Regions from separate parts of the Sus scrofa genome. Here all the other regions are linked to region 2. Evidence: chromatin contacts called from public Hi-C data. All regions are on one chromosome and are shown on one strand. Each heading gives the region's core, a stretch centred on a gene start, on an enhancer-like site or on the middle of the called end of the contact. The rest is flanking DNA. Distances are from core to core; before and after follow the strand shown.

Evidence for each region. A called contact is a pair of places that touch in the nucleus more often than the background predicts.
Region 1: a contact with region 2 is called in a Hi-C map of skeletal muscle, with 3 times the contacts expected there. The contact joins the promoter of TSPAN12 here to the promoter of CPED1 in region 2. A contact is called at or near these places in 5 of 47 Hi-C or Micro-C datasets (embryonic fibroblasts, heart right ventricle, liver and 1 more) and 1 of 2 datasets of contacts at active chromatin or transcription factors (alveolar macrophages).
Region 3: a contact with region 2 is called in a Hi-C map of retroperitoneal adipose tissue, with 2.5 times the contacts expected there. The contact joins the enhancer-like site here to the promoter of CPED1 in region 2. A contact is called at or near these places in 3 of 5 promoter capture datasets (fetal skeletal muscle, liver and skeletal muscle), 21 of 47 Hi-C or Micro-C datasets (adipocytes, alveolar macrophages, brain and 10 more) and 1 of 2 datasets of contacts at active chromatin or transcription factors (skeletal muscle).

What each region holds. Positions count from the first base shown.
Region 1 is chr18:26,043,898-26,048,029 of Sscrofa11.1, reverse strand. It overlaps TSPAN12 (tetraspanin 12), which reads right to left and starts at 1,323. Exons shown (of 9, transcript NM_001244673.1): 1 at 1,254-1,323; 2 at 834-1,002.
Region 2 is chr18:25,935,266-25,939,283 of Sscrofa11.1, reverse strand. CPED1 (cadherin-like and PC-esterase domain-containing protein 1) reads left to right here and starts at 1,361. Exons shown (of 23, transcript XM_021078989.1): 1 at 1,361-1,505; 2 at 3,226-3,381.
Region 3 is chr18:25,867,045-25,871,148 of Sscrofa11.1, reverse strand. The region is part of intron 5 of CPED1 (cadherin-like and PC-esterase domain-containing protein 1); the gene reads left to right. Among named protein-coding and RNA genes, the nearest start is that of CPED1, 69 kb to the left of the region's middle. Within about 2 kb of position 1,253, at least 4 of the 83 cell types and tissues checked have an H3K27ac peak or open chromatin away from gene starts, as enhancers often do. A contact at or near this core is called in retroperitoneal adipose tissue, where this site is marked.

The DNA of each region.
Region 1 (4,132 bases), core at 74-2,573, 110 kb before region 2:
AGATATCCCTTCATCGAAAATCATTTGTTAAAGTTATCATAGTAACCTAAACTCTCCAAAGTTCCAAACCGGCTTCAGATAACACCTGCTGGGAAAAGAAAAGGCTGTCTCCCTGGATGAATGAAGGCGCGCAGTACACTCCGGTTCTCAGGGGACGCGCGGCGGTGTCCTCTGAATTCTGATGAGACGCTCTTTAAAACCTCCCTCAGTCCACGCCCCTCCTCGGGGACAGCTCTGCTCAGAACTGTCCCGAAGTTCTGAAACCACACTACCCCCCAGAGGTGTCACAGAAGCCGCCGGCGACACCAAGGGTGAGAGTGTCCCTCTCATGAGGACAGTTCCCTGGCCCCCCAACTTCGTACCCCCCCCTTCCCTATCCCACAGCTAGAGTTTGAACGCGGGGCACTGGAGCGGGCGCAGCGCTGAGCTGGGATTCCGCCCGACGACTAGGGTTTCTCAGGGAGAACGTGAGAAATGATGTTTCGGCCCCGGAATGATGGATTAGCCGGGGGCGGGGGGGGCGGGGAGGGGCGCAGGGGAATTAGGGCCGGTGCAGCTGTGCAGACGCCGGGTTAGTCATTCACGTCCCCCTCCCCCGGCCCCGGCCCGGGCCGCGACCCCGCGCTCCCAGCCGCCGGAGGAGCACAAAGCCGAGCGCGGTCAGCGGCCCCGCCACCCGGACGCGCGCCCCCGGCAGGGCGCGGAGGGAAGCGCTGGCGGCGCGGAGCCCCACAGCCACAGCCTCTAAGTAGTTTAGCACACAGCGCCGGGGGCAGCCACGGCGGGCTGGCGGGACAGCGGGCAGGAAAGACGAGAGACGCGCGGCTACTCACCGTCGGCGCTGGGCTCCGCGCCCCGATCCCGCCGGGGGACAGTCGGGGACGCACGGCGGGGGCTCATCGGGGCAGGGACGCTCCTCCCGGAGAGCCGCAGGGCTGCATTGGCTCAAACTGGAGACGCTTCCTTCTCTTCCTCTCCCCCCACCGCCGCCGTCGCCGCCTCCTGGGAAAAAAGAAAAAAAAAAAAGAAAAAAAAAGTCCTGGGCAGCAGTTGCTGGAAAGTCTCTGCTAAGCCACCTCCCAGCGCCGCTGTCCCTCCCAAGTCCTCGCCAAGTCCGGACGAGGCAGCGGCGGCAGCCAAGGCCAGCTGCACATACTCTCAGCGCATGCTCGGGCCGCTGGCTGCCGGGGCTGGATCCGAGTGGGTGTTTCTCGTCCCTTCACGCGGCGGGAGCCCCCGAAGGGACGCCTCACCTCCACAGCGACCAGACAGAGATAAAGCCTGGGGACTTTGGAAGAGTCCACGCAGCAAACCCCTTTAAAATGGTGGTGTCAGCGGAGGGGAGGCTGGGTTATAACCGTAGGGAAACAGGCTTTTATTATATGAAAATATTTGTGTTTGCGAAGGGGGGTGAAGGAGTGGCCCAACCCAATTCCTGCAATGAGAAACCAGTTTTCACAACCTTTCTAGAGCCACCTCCTGTGATTTGTCACTAACGTGGTGCCCTATGATCCTTCTTATTGCTTTGTGGCCCTCCCTGATTTTAAAAAAAACAGTTCTTTCCCGCTTCCATGGTGCACTTACAGTATTTACTTACACCCCAGAGTAGACGTGTCGGGATCTGACACTCAGATTAGGAAGAACACGATTAACTCTTTCACAAGTGATCCAAAGTTTCCAAAATTTTCTCCAAAGATTGTGGGGATTTTAACTGGGTGATTTATCTTAAAATGTGCATATAGTAATGGGGTTTGAATTTTTTTTTTAACTAGAAATTCAGGAAGTATTCATAGTAGGAGACTATCCTTCCAAAAGGAACTTCCCTTTTGAAAGTAAGAAGTTTCACATTTAAGGGAGTTCACATTGTGGCTCATTGGAAATGAATGTGACTAGTAACCATGAGGACACAGGTTCAATCCCTGACCTCGCTCAGTGAGTTAAGGATCTGGCATTGCTGTGAGCTGTGGTGTAGGTGACCCCTAGCCTGGGAACTGCCATATGCCGAGGGTGCCATCCTAAAAAGACAAAAAAAAAAAGTTTCACACTTAAAATATGATCAAATTTTGATGTTGTATGCCTCATGATAGTCCACATTCTATTCTTACTTCTGTGTGCATTATGTGGAAAATACAGCTTCACTAACAAATATGAAGTACCTACAGTATAATCAACGTCTTTGAGAAAAGCTAGTAACAGGAGTCCTCCTTAATTTTCCTTACAGGGGAAAAAAGTAAAATGAAGTTGTGTCTAGCATCAGTTGCTGCATGACCAGGGTGACTAAGAGACACACATTTCCATTTCGATAGAAGTGATATTAAGACCAAAAGAGAACATGAGTGTCCTGGCTTAAGGGAGGAAAAGTCTGGTGAGCAAGTTACTAAGCTGTGTGTAAGGCAGCAAGCTCCCAAGAGCACCAAGACAACCATCCAAGAACAATGTCCAGGCATCCATCAGATGACCTAACTCTGGCAACAAAGTATCTTCTGGAGTCTAGAAAAGAGCAAAGAAACCCACCTTTATCCTCAGTTACTGCTCAAATAAAATGTATGCCAGATATAAGCAAAGAGCTGCTGAAACCACCTGCCCTCCGAATGCTGTTGGTGTCTTCTGAGTGACAGAAACATCCTCACGTTGAGGGGAGTCTATGGCTGCTCTTGAAACTGGCCAAGTACAAATCATTCCCAGGATTCTTTTTTTCTTTTTTCTTTTTCTTTCTTTCTTTCTTTTTTTTTTTTTTTCTTTTGTCTTTTTAGGGCTGCACCTGTGGCATATGGAGGTTCCCAGGCTGGGGGTTGAATCGGAGCTGTACCCGCCGGCCTATACCACAGCCGCAGCAACGCCAGACCTGAGCTGCATCTGTGACCCACACCACAGCTCAGGGCAACGCCAGATCTTTAACCCACTGAGCGAGGCCAGGGATGGAACCCGCAACCTCATGGTTCCTAGTCAGATTCGTTTCCGCTGCACCACGAAGGAAACTCTGATACTCAGGATTCTGAGCAGAGATCCTCTTTATTTCTAGAAAGTGGTGAAGTACCTTTCAATTCATAAATGTACCATGGCTCTAGAATCATAAAATTTTAGAGGAAGATGCTTCAGAAGTACATTTGCCCCTCCACTCCCTTTTTAGTAAATAAAGAATGCGGAAACAATCGAAATTAAAAGAGTTGCTCAAGGTTACATCTCTAGTTAAATCAGATTCCAAACTAAAATACAGAGTCATACTCTCTAACTAGTTTGGTGATTCTCAAAATTGCTGTACATTAGAACCACTTGGGGAGTTTTGGACAGATCCTAATGATCCAACCATACCTTATACCAATAAAGTAGCATCTTTGCAGATGTGGCTTGGGCATCCAGATTTTCCAAAATTTGCAAGGTAATTCTCATCCGCAGCAAAGTTTGAAAATGACGTCAACTAACCCTTTACAGAGGCCTGAAAACTAGCAAAGGGGTATCTTCTGGTTTACCTGGATCAAATTCCTCACCTGTGAGTTAATAACCTGGGATTATTCCTATTTTATAAGTGAAGAAAAAAACAGCTGCATCTCGGCTCTCATATTCCTGAAGAATAGTTATCAGAGTGTGGGAATCAGTATTTCAGCAGAGGAGACCTCGACACACTTGAGGCCTTGTGGACCTGGGTAGTTCTGACTGCTTACACCTGACCACACCTTGCGTTGACTTGTACCACTCAATTCGAGTTCTAGTTCTGCCTTTTGGAGTCCACAGCCTGAGCGATCCTTCTCCCATCTGACCGTCCTTCAACTCCTTGAGGGCAGCTGCTCTTCCCTCCAGGGCTGGTTCTTCTCTTCTCCAGAATTATAGGAGCACGGGAACACTTGATATCACAGTTGTCATTCTATCAGCTCTTCATCTTTCTCTCTGAGGAGAACTTTTTTTGTGTGCCCAAAGGCAGCCTAGAAAAGGAGTGCCCGTCGTGGCACAGTGGTTAACGAATCCGACTAGGAACCATGAGGTTGCGGGTTCGATCCCTGGCCTTGCTCAGTGGGTTAAAGATCCGATGTTGAGCTGTGGTGTAGGTCACAGATGCGGCTCGGATCCCAAGTTGCTGTGGCTCTGGTGTAGGCCAGCAGCTATAGCTCCGATTAGGCCCCTAGTCTGGGAACCT
Region 2 (4,018 bases), core at 112-2,611:
AGGCTCCTACGTCAACTTCCGACACCACAGGGGCATGAATACCTCCCACTGTCATCTCCCACTTCTACTCACTTCCATCCCACTCTCGTTCTCATTCTCCCAAACAAGCTTCGGCCACCCAACCCCGCCTTACAGAATCAAGGGACGAGAACTAAATACTAAATGCTCAGGTTTGCTTTGGAGGCTTCTCCAAGAGGCCCCTCTTCATGCATCTGACCCCAAACCAGGCTGAGTGCACAGCCTCAGGATCAAAACCACAACAGGCATGTGTTCAGCGTGTATTTCTTCCCACAGATGTGCACGGAATGCTCCTCTCATCCAAAATCTGATTCAGTCACACCACCAACGCCTAAAGGCAGGCATTAATAGGCTCATTTCACAAATCACTTGTTTAAAAGCCAGGTGACAGGTGGCAGTGCTATGGGTCTACTCAGACTGGGTTAGCTCTAATGCCAGACGTTATCTATTGACACCCTTAGTCTTATTTGTATCTTATTTCCCACCTCTCCTTTCCACTGTCCCACCCTATCCATTTTCTCACTTCTGCAGATATTCCTTTATTTACCACTTCTCTCCCTGCCTCAGACTCAGTGGTTAAAACAGGGAATTGGGTTTTCCAACCTTTTTGTTTCTAGAATACTAATTTGTCATCTTCTTTCTGATACCGGCTATTTGAAGTCTAGCTATAAAATTACCTATGCTGTTGTCTTTTGCTTCTCCTAGCTCAAAGACAGTATGATTTTAGCATTTGATTCATGCTTTCTCTCATATCCTGTACTCAGCAAATGGATAATGCATAAAAATGACTCTTCAGATTCCCTGGACTCTCAGTTCTCAGACTTTTTGCCTTAATAGAAATGCAATGTCCATTCCTCTCCACCTAGTAAAGAACTTTGTCTCACCTTGGCTCATAGCAACACAAGGACAGTTCTAATTTAGAGATCTCATAATTCCTATCCTCTCTCAAATTACGTTGCATCTACCAAAACTATGTCTTCCAACACTATTGTTTAGCCATTTCCTCTTAAAATTCTCTTGACTTCTGAAGGTCAAATGTCATTTAATTTTTCTCCATTCCTTCATTTGTCATGGGGTTGAGGGCTCTGAATCTATAAAGAAAATAATATTAAATACACTGGAGGGGATGTACGAAAGGGTTTGGCATAAATCTAACTTTAGTGTGGATACCTATTCTCTAAAGCTTTATTTAATCTGTTAAGGTCTCAGTTTTTTCCAAGCAAGGAAGTGTAGATGCCCTTGTCTCTGTAATAGCGAGACACCCCTAGGGGGCGCTCCGTCTCACAAAATACAAGTGACCCAGAGGAGCGTGCCTAAAGGATGGGATCACTTTAGGGGTGTGGCCTCACAAGAGAACCTCAGCTCACAAGAACGAGTTTGGGTCAGAAACAGGTCATAAAACCTATTTAGAAGAGCCTTGAAAGAATGTCTGCTATGAGCATAAGCCAGTCCTGGTTCTCCAGACTGCAAAGCCAAGGCTGGAAGAGGTGAGCAACATGCCTTGTACAGTTTGCCTTTCTCCTTTGCGTTCCCTCACCTGACTCAGCAAGAGTGGATGGAGTTTGCAGACTTGCCCTCCTAGGAGTTCCTTGTGGCAGATTGTATAGCATTAGATTAAGTTGACTTCTGGACAACGCCTTTCTGGTGAGCAAAAGTGACCCAGCGTCTGCTCCAATCCATTCATTAGAGGAGCGAAGTGTCAGGCAATTAGCCTTTGAAAAACTCAGCCTTACTCCAGGAAAGGAGCAATAAGTGATACGAATTAGGTGCCGACCAAAAAAAAAAAAAAAAAAAAAAAGACTTCCGGTAGTATCAATGCAAATTAACAGACTTTCACGTTCTGAGGTCCAGACAGCAGTACGCAGGACTTTCTTATCCCCATAAAAGGGACTTCAATTCCCTAGAGTGGTGATCCTCCCAATTTACGCACAGAGTCTGGCTTCAGTCTCCCTTGTCGACCTTTGTCATCAGTGGATGAAGTGCTATTTGTTTTTCCAGTGCTGTCTTGGGAAAAAGAAATTACAGAAGGGGTCAAACATCAAATACGTATTTAAAATTCTGCAGCCCTGAGTGGGTGGCCGCATTTCAGGGCAAATGAGAAAAGGTTTTTTTCCAGTCTGGGGAAGCCCACCGCTTGGGATCCGGAGCTGACAGCGCGCTCCGGCTGCCCCCGAGGACCAGGAGCCCGGGCCCTAGCCCCGCCCCCTCGCCGGCCCCTGGCTGCACCGCCTGCTGCCCTGCTCCCCGCTGCGTGCGGTCGGCGCGCGCCGCGCGGGTCTGTGTGTCTGTGTGCGTGTGTCCCTGGGTGGGAGATGCATTGGAGTCCTACGGCTGGGTGTTCCTTCCGAGCAGTTTTGCTCAGCAAGCTGTTAGGGGATCATGGAAACTTTTTTCTGGCTAAAAGGATGAAAACTGAGTAAGTACATAGAACTTTGAACTTGGAACGAAACAAATACAAGCAAACCTCTACGGATGGTAACTATGTCCATTCAGACTGTGTGTTCCCTTTTTATGTTAAAAGAAGGCTTACAGGAGAGTGGCAATTTAAAACGGAGTGAGGGGAAGCAGTTAAGAAACATGAAAGGCTGAAAGCAGGACGGCTTTAAAACCGGAGGAAAAATGAGGAACTGTTAAGGCGAGCTGGTCTGCGTCCAGCTGTGCAACAGGCACTTTGGGTTAAACCTCTTGCCATCTCCAATGCTGTTTTTAGGCTCCAGACTTACTTTGCTGTTGTTTCTCTTTTCCTGTGAAGCTTTTACTGTTGAGCTGAAGGATGTGAAAAAATAAGGCATTACCGGAAGCAACAGTTTGGCAGCCAGGGGTAAGCTCAGGTTATTCGTTGCAACTATTATTATTTTGATGTCTTTTTTTAAACCCAAGCCAGCCACTTTTTACTGTCATCCATGGAAGGGCTCTTATTTACCGCCTCAGACTTTTGGGACCTATGATTCTTTGGCATGACGCTTCGGAAAGTTCTTAAGTGGGGGATGGAGCTATCTTGATGTGCTTTAAGTTGTGGAAAAAAGAAGACAGATTTTTATTTTTCATGCTGACAAAAAATAGCTATGACTTTTCCGGCAACGTGGACAGGGGCCAAGTGAAGCTGAACTGGTCATGGTCTGTCGTCCAGTGTTCCTTTGTCGCCGGCGATTTTGCCCGCGGCCCTTCTTGGTGGGCTTGGTGGTGGCAGTCTGTCTCTTCTACCAGACCCTGACGCTCCGGGGATCCAGGAAGCTCACAGCCACTGTCCCTGCGGCTGCTCCAAACACACCCACCGAAACCCAGGCAAGCAGATGCCAGAAGGGATTCCCCGTGGACAAGCAGTGCGTCTTTCTCTCCGATAACGCGCAGGAAATCAGAAAGGTAAGGCGGCCAGAAGCTTAACCTTGACATTTTTCTGCCAGGATAGATATCAGTCTACTTCTCTCTGACCCTTCTGTACAACTAAAATTAACTTCCATGAGGTCTGAAAGGGATCCAGAGTATACACAGTCCAGAGAGTGACCTTATGACAGTGAAACACATGCTAGCTTCGACTTCTTATATTTACTTTCAGACAGTCCTGGCCATTATTTTATCTCAGAATTTCACTTCATTTCAGCTAAATGAAATAAACAATCGGGAGGAGATGGGAGTGATGTGAATTCTTTCCAAAATACTGGGGTTCTAAGAGATCTGACCATAGCAGTTCAGAACACTAGTCAAAGATGCATAAAATTTGGAAAATGCTGAATATCTTTTTTCTCAAGTCCGCCAGTATGACTGGTTAGACCATTCCAGACTCAAAGATACGCCACAATTACATTTTATAATTGGTTAAGTCTATTTTTCCTTGCTGAGCACCCTTCAAAAGCAATATATTTACTTCTGAAGCATTTTTAAAAATAGTGTAATAAGTTTCTTCAAAATAATGAACACTGCATTTTATAGTTTATAGACTTAGGAAAATGTAGGTTACTCTATACTTTTACAAGTCTAATAACTTTACTAATCTTACCTG
Region 3 (4,104 bases), core at 4-2,503, 68 kb after region 2:
TGCTTCCTTTCCACTACAGACCCGCCAGGGTTTTTGTCGATTTTGGCGTCCATGTGGAGGACAGGTTCACCATCCTTCCCTCTGAGCGCTTTGATCTCATCAAGTCCTTGACCTTCATTTCTCTTCAGTTTCAGGCTCCTACTTGCTCCGTAACTTGCATCACAGATGGCTGCTCTGTTTTTGAGAGTTTAAACTCAATTGCTGCTTTATAATCCCAGTCTTTCTGGCTTTTTCATGCCTTCTGTGCCTCTGAGCCTGGAACCTGAGATGACATTTTCGGTACTCTTATTTCTGTCCCTTTTTCCAAGTCTCTCAGGCATTTTTGATCACAAATTTCTTTTCTACCAAGCATGGACCGCTTAGTCTGCCACTCACAGTATTTCCCCACAAGCATCTGTATTTTTTTCCACACCAGCCCTCAAGCACCAATTAGGAAGAGTCCTACAATCTGACTTCTCTGCTCCTACACAACAAACATTGGAGAAAATCCCCCAAGTTCTCAGTTCTCTTTTCCGAGGATGTCTTCCTCACTTGCTAAAATGGAAAAAATCATACTACTCCTGCAATTGTCAGCTCAACCACCACCACCAACACAACTGGCTGGTGGCCCCCGGAAGCAGCCCCTTCTAACGTCCCTCTAATATACTTATGAAAACACACAAAAAAATTAAGAATTACTCCTAGCACTTACAATAGAGAAAAATCTGGGTGGGATTTCCATGCATTCTAAGGCTGATGGAAGTAAATTGTAGTTCCTAATGCTTTGTTCAACTCATAGGTAGAGAGATCCTTTTCTTCATGAACAGAATGTATTTCCAAAAAAAAAAAAAAAAAGCAAAAAGCCAGCTGAACATGCTGATGGTTTGGATGTGGTTCCTAAGAAAATACCTCCTACCGTTTTAGCCAGCCGTCGATTGGAGTAAACAAGCAATACGTTTAAACCTGACATTCACCTGTAGGTCTCAGAAAAGTCAAGTGGTGAGAAAAGCACACATGCCTCTAAGTCAAGCATATTGTTTTCCAAGTGAGGAAAGTATGAAGAAGAAAATAAATAGTCTGAATTTACCAACCCAGAGATAATTACTAGAAACCTTTTTGTGTATGTATTTCATGTTGAAAATCTAATCTGTTGTTAACGCAGGAGTGTCTTCCAAGTGAAGCCTACCTGATGTGCTGACATATATTCACACTCTCTTTCCACTTTGTATCTATTGCACTTGTAGAGCATCTGTTGTAGCCAAGGCACAGTGTATTTTAGTCGTATGTGTATGTGTTGGTCTCACCACAACAAGGACTGAGACTTGCTGAGGGCAGGCCCTTATTTTTTACTTCTATTTTTCCTCTTTCTCTCGTCTAATATTTTTAAATGAAGGACTGGAGAGAATGCTAATGGAGGGGCTTAGCATTGTGAAAGGGGAGCCTCCCTGATCATCAGAGGGTTTGTCAATGCTTGGATGGATTTATCCATTTCACCACTACAGGCTCAATATTGAGTTGGTACTATGCGGCAGAGAATGGGGCAGAAGTGGAAGATACGCTCCAAGACATAATTACTCATTTTGAGTAATAAGTCATTTGCATATACGACAGAGCTGGAGAACTGTTATCGTATTATACACACAAGGCAGTAAGATATCAATGAATGACATGTGTAATGCCTATTTCCAGGTGACTACTATTGGAGCCAAGAGGCCAATCCCCTTATTGCTGTCTAAAAAGAACACCGTAACACTGTCTCACACTGCTGGTTATCCTCATTCATGCAGGCTGCAGATGGGCAGGTAGTTCTCATTGGCAGCTTGTATTTTTGTACCGTTTCAACTCCCACATCTTTAAGTATTTTTCACCATTTCTTTCGAGGAGAGGCCAAGGACTGATTGCCAGAAGGACGGAATAGGGAGACAATGGTGAGAGGTGTCTCTCTTTACTTATCTGGAAATATTTTAGGACTTCTTATAGATTAGCTTTCTGGGCAGTTTTCTTCATCTTAATGGTTCTGCATTCAGGACAGAGGAAATAAATTCAGTACTTCTTGCTGACTATTGTGCTTTGGCGTTTTTTTCCTCCGCGGATTCTGTGAAAGAAAGTGAGGGTGTCTGAGATGTAGCCAGGAAACCTAAATCAGAAAGAGAGCATTGATCTCGATTGCAGTGGATGTGAAGTGGATTATTTTTCTTTTTTAAGCCCTTAGAAAAATCCTTAAAACCTTAACTTAAAAAATCTCAAAGGCTATTTAACATATGAAATTGAACTTCCTCTTCCACTTTGCCCTTTCTTCCTCTTGGTGACTCCCAGAGGCCATTGCCCAACACCCATTCAACCCCTAGGAAGCCCCTGAGAGTTTAGCCTGGGAATCCGGATAAGGAATTTTAGACTAGAGAGCATGAACAGCAGTCAGTGGGGGTGGATTCTATTTATCAAGCATTGAAGGTCATAGAAATGTTCTCCCCTTTCTTTCCTGTATCCTCTTAAGGTTTTTGACCACCCATGAGAAGGAAAGTAGAAGTCAAATTTTAAAAATGATCAAACATTCATTTTTAAATTCCTTTTACCTCTCCCTTTTATTGTGTCTTTATTATGCAAGTGCGATGCATTCATTACGAAAAGAATAGAAAATACAGACAAGCCGAAAGAAGGAAAAAACGTAAATTTAGCGAAATTATATAATTTTCCACATCTTCCCTGTTCATGAACAATTTTTACAAACTGGAGAACTGTGCAATTCAAATGTGAACAAATCATGGCGTATTTATCAGTGGAAAACTATGACGACATTAAAGATGATGGGGATCTACATTTATTTTTATTTTTAATTTTTATTATTATTATTATTTGTCTTTTTAGGGCCACACCTGGCATATGTAGGTTCCCAAGCTAGGGGTCAAATCGGAGCTATAGCTGCTGGCCTACACCACAGCCACAGCAACGCCAGATCCCAGCCTCAACTGCAACCTACACCGCAGCTCGACTGCGGCAACACTGGATCCTTAACCCGCTCAACAAGGCCAGGGATCGAACCTCATGGATGGATGCTAGTCAGATTCGTTTCTGCTGAGCCATGACGGGGACTCCCAAATTAGTATTATTTTTTATGGCTGCATCCTTGGCATATGGATATTCCAAGCCAGGGATTGAATCCAAGCCACAGCTGCAACCTACACCTCAGTTGCAACAACATCATATTGTTTAGCCCACTGTGCTGGTCCAGGAATGGAACCTGTGCCTCTGCAGCTACCAGAGCCACTGCAGTCAAATTCTTAACCCTGTGCACCACAAGGGGAACTCCAGATCTACGTTTATTGGCACAGGAAAATATTCAAACAATATTCTTGAGTTAAAAATAAAAGAGGAGGCGTCCCTGTCGTGGCGCAGGGGAAATGAATCCAACTAGGAACCATGAGGTTGCAGGTTCGATTCCTGGCCTCACTCCGTGGGTTAAGGATCCGGTGTTGCCATGAGCTGTGGTGTAGGTCGCAGATGTGGCTCGGATTTGGCATTGCTGTGGCTCTGGTGTAGGCCGCGGTCTACAGCTCCAATTAGAACCCTAGCCTGGGAACCTCCATATGCCAGCGGGTGTGGCCCTAAAAAGGACAAAAGACCAAAAAATAAATAAATAAATAAGTAATTAAAAAAAATAGAAGAGGAGTTCCTTTGTGGCACAGCAGGTTAAGGATCCTGTGTTGTCACTGAAATGGCTCCAGTCACTGCTGTGGTGCAGGTTCAGTCCCTGGCCTGGGAACTTCCACATGGCTCGATCATGGCCAAAAAACTAAATAAATGAGAGAGAGAAGAGTAATCCCAATATGTGTATGTATGTGTGTGTGTGTGTGTGTGTATAAAACATATTTTATATTAGTATATATTTTACCTATTTATACAATATCTATGTAAAATATATGTTAACAATGTTTTGTTTTAAAAATACTTGCAAATATACATATGTATATATATATATATATATATATATATATATATATATATATATATATGTAGTATTCACAGTATCCCATGAAGGAGATATCATTATTATTCTTATTTTACTTAACCATAGAAAAATTAAGTAAACTTTTTTCAGACTCACACCTCTAACAAATGGCATTGGCA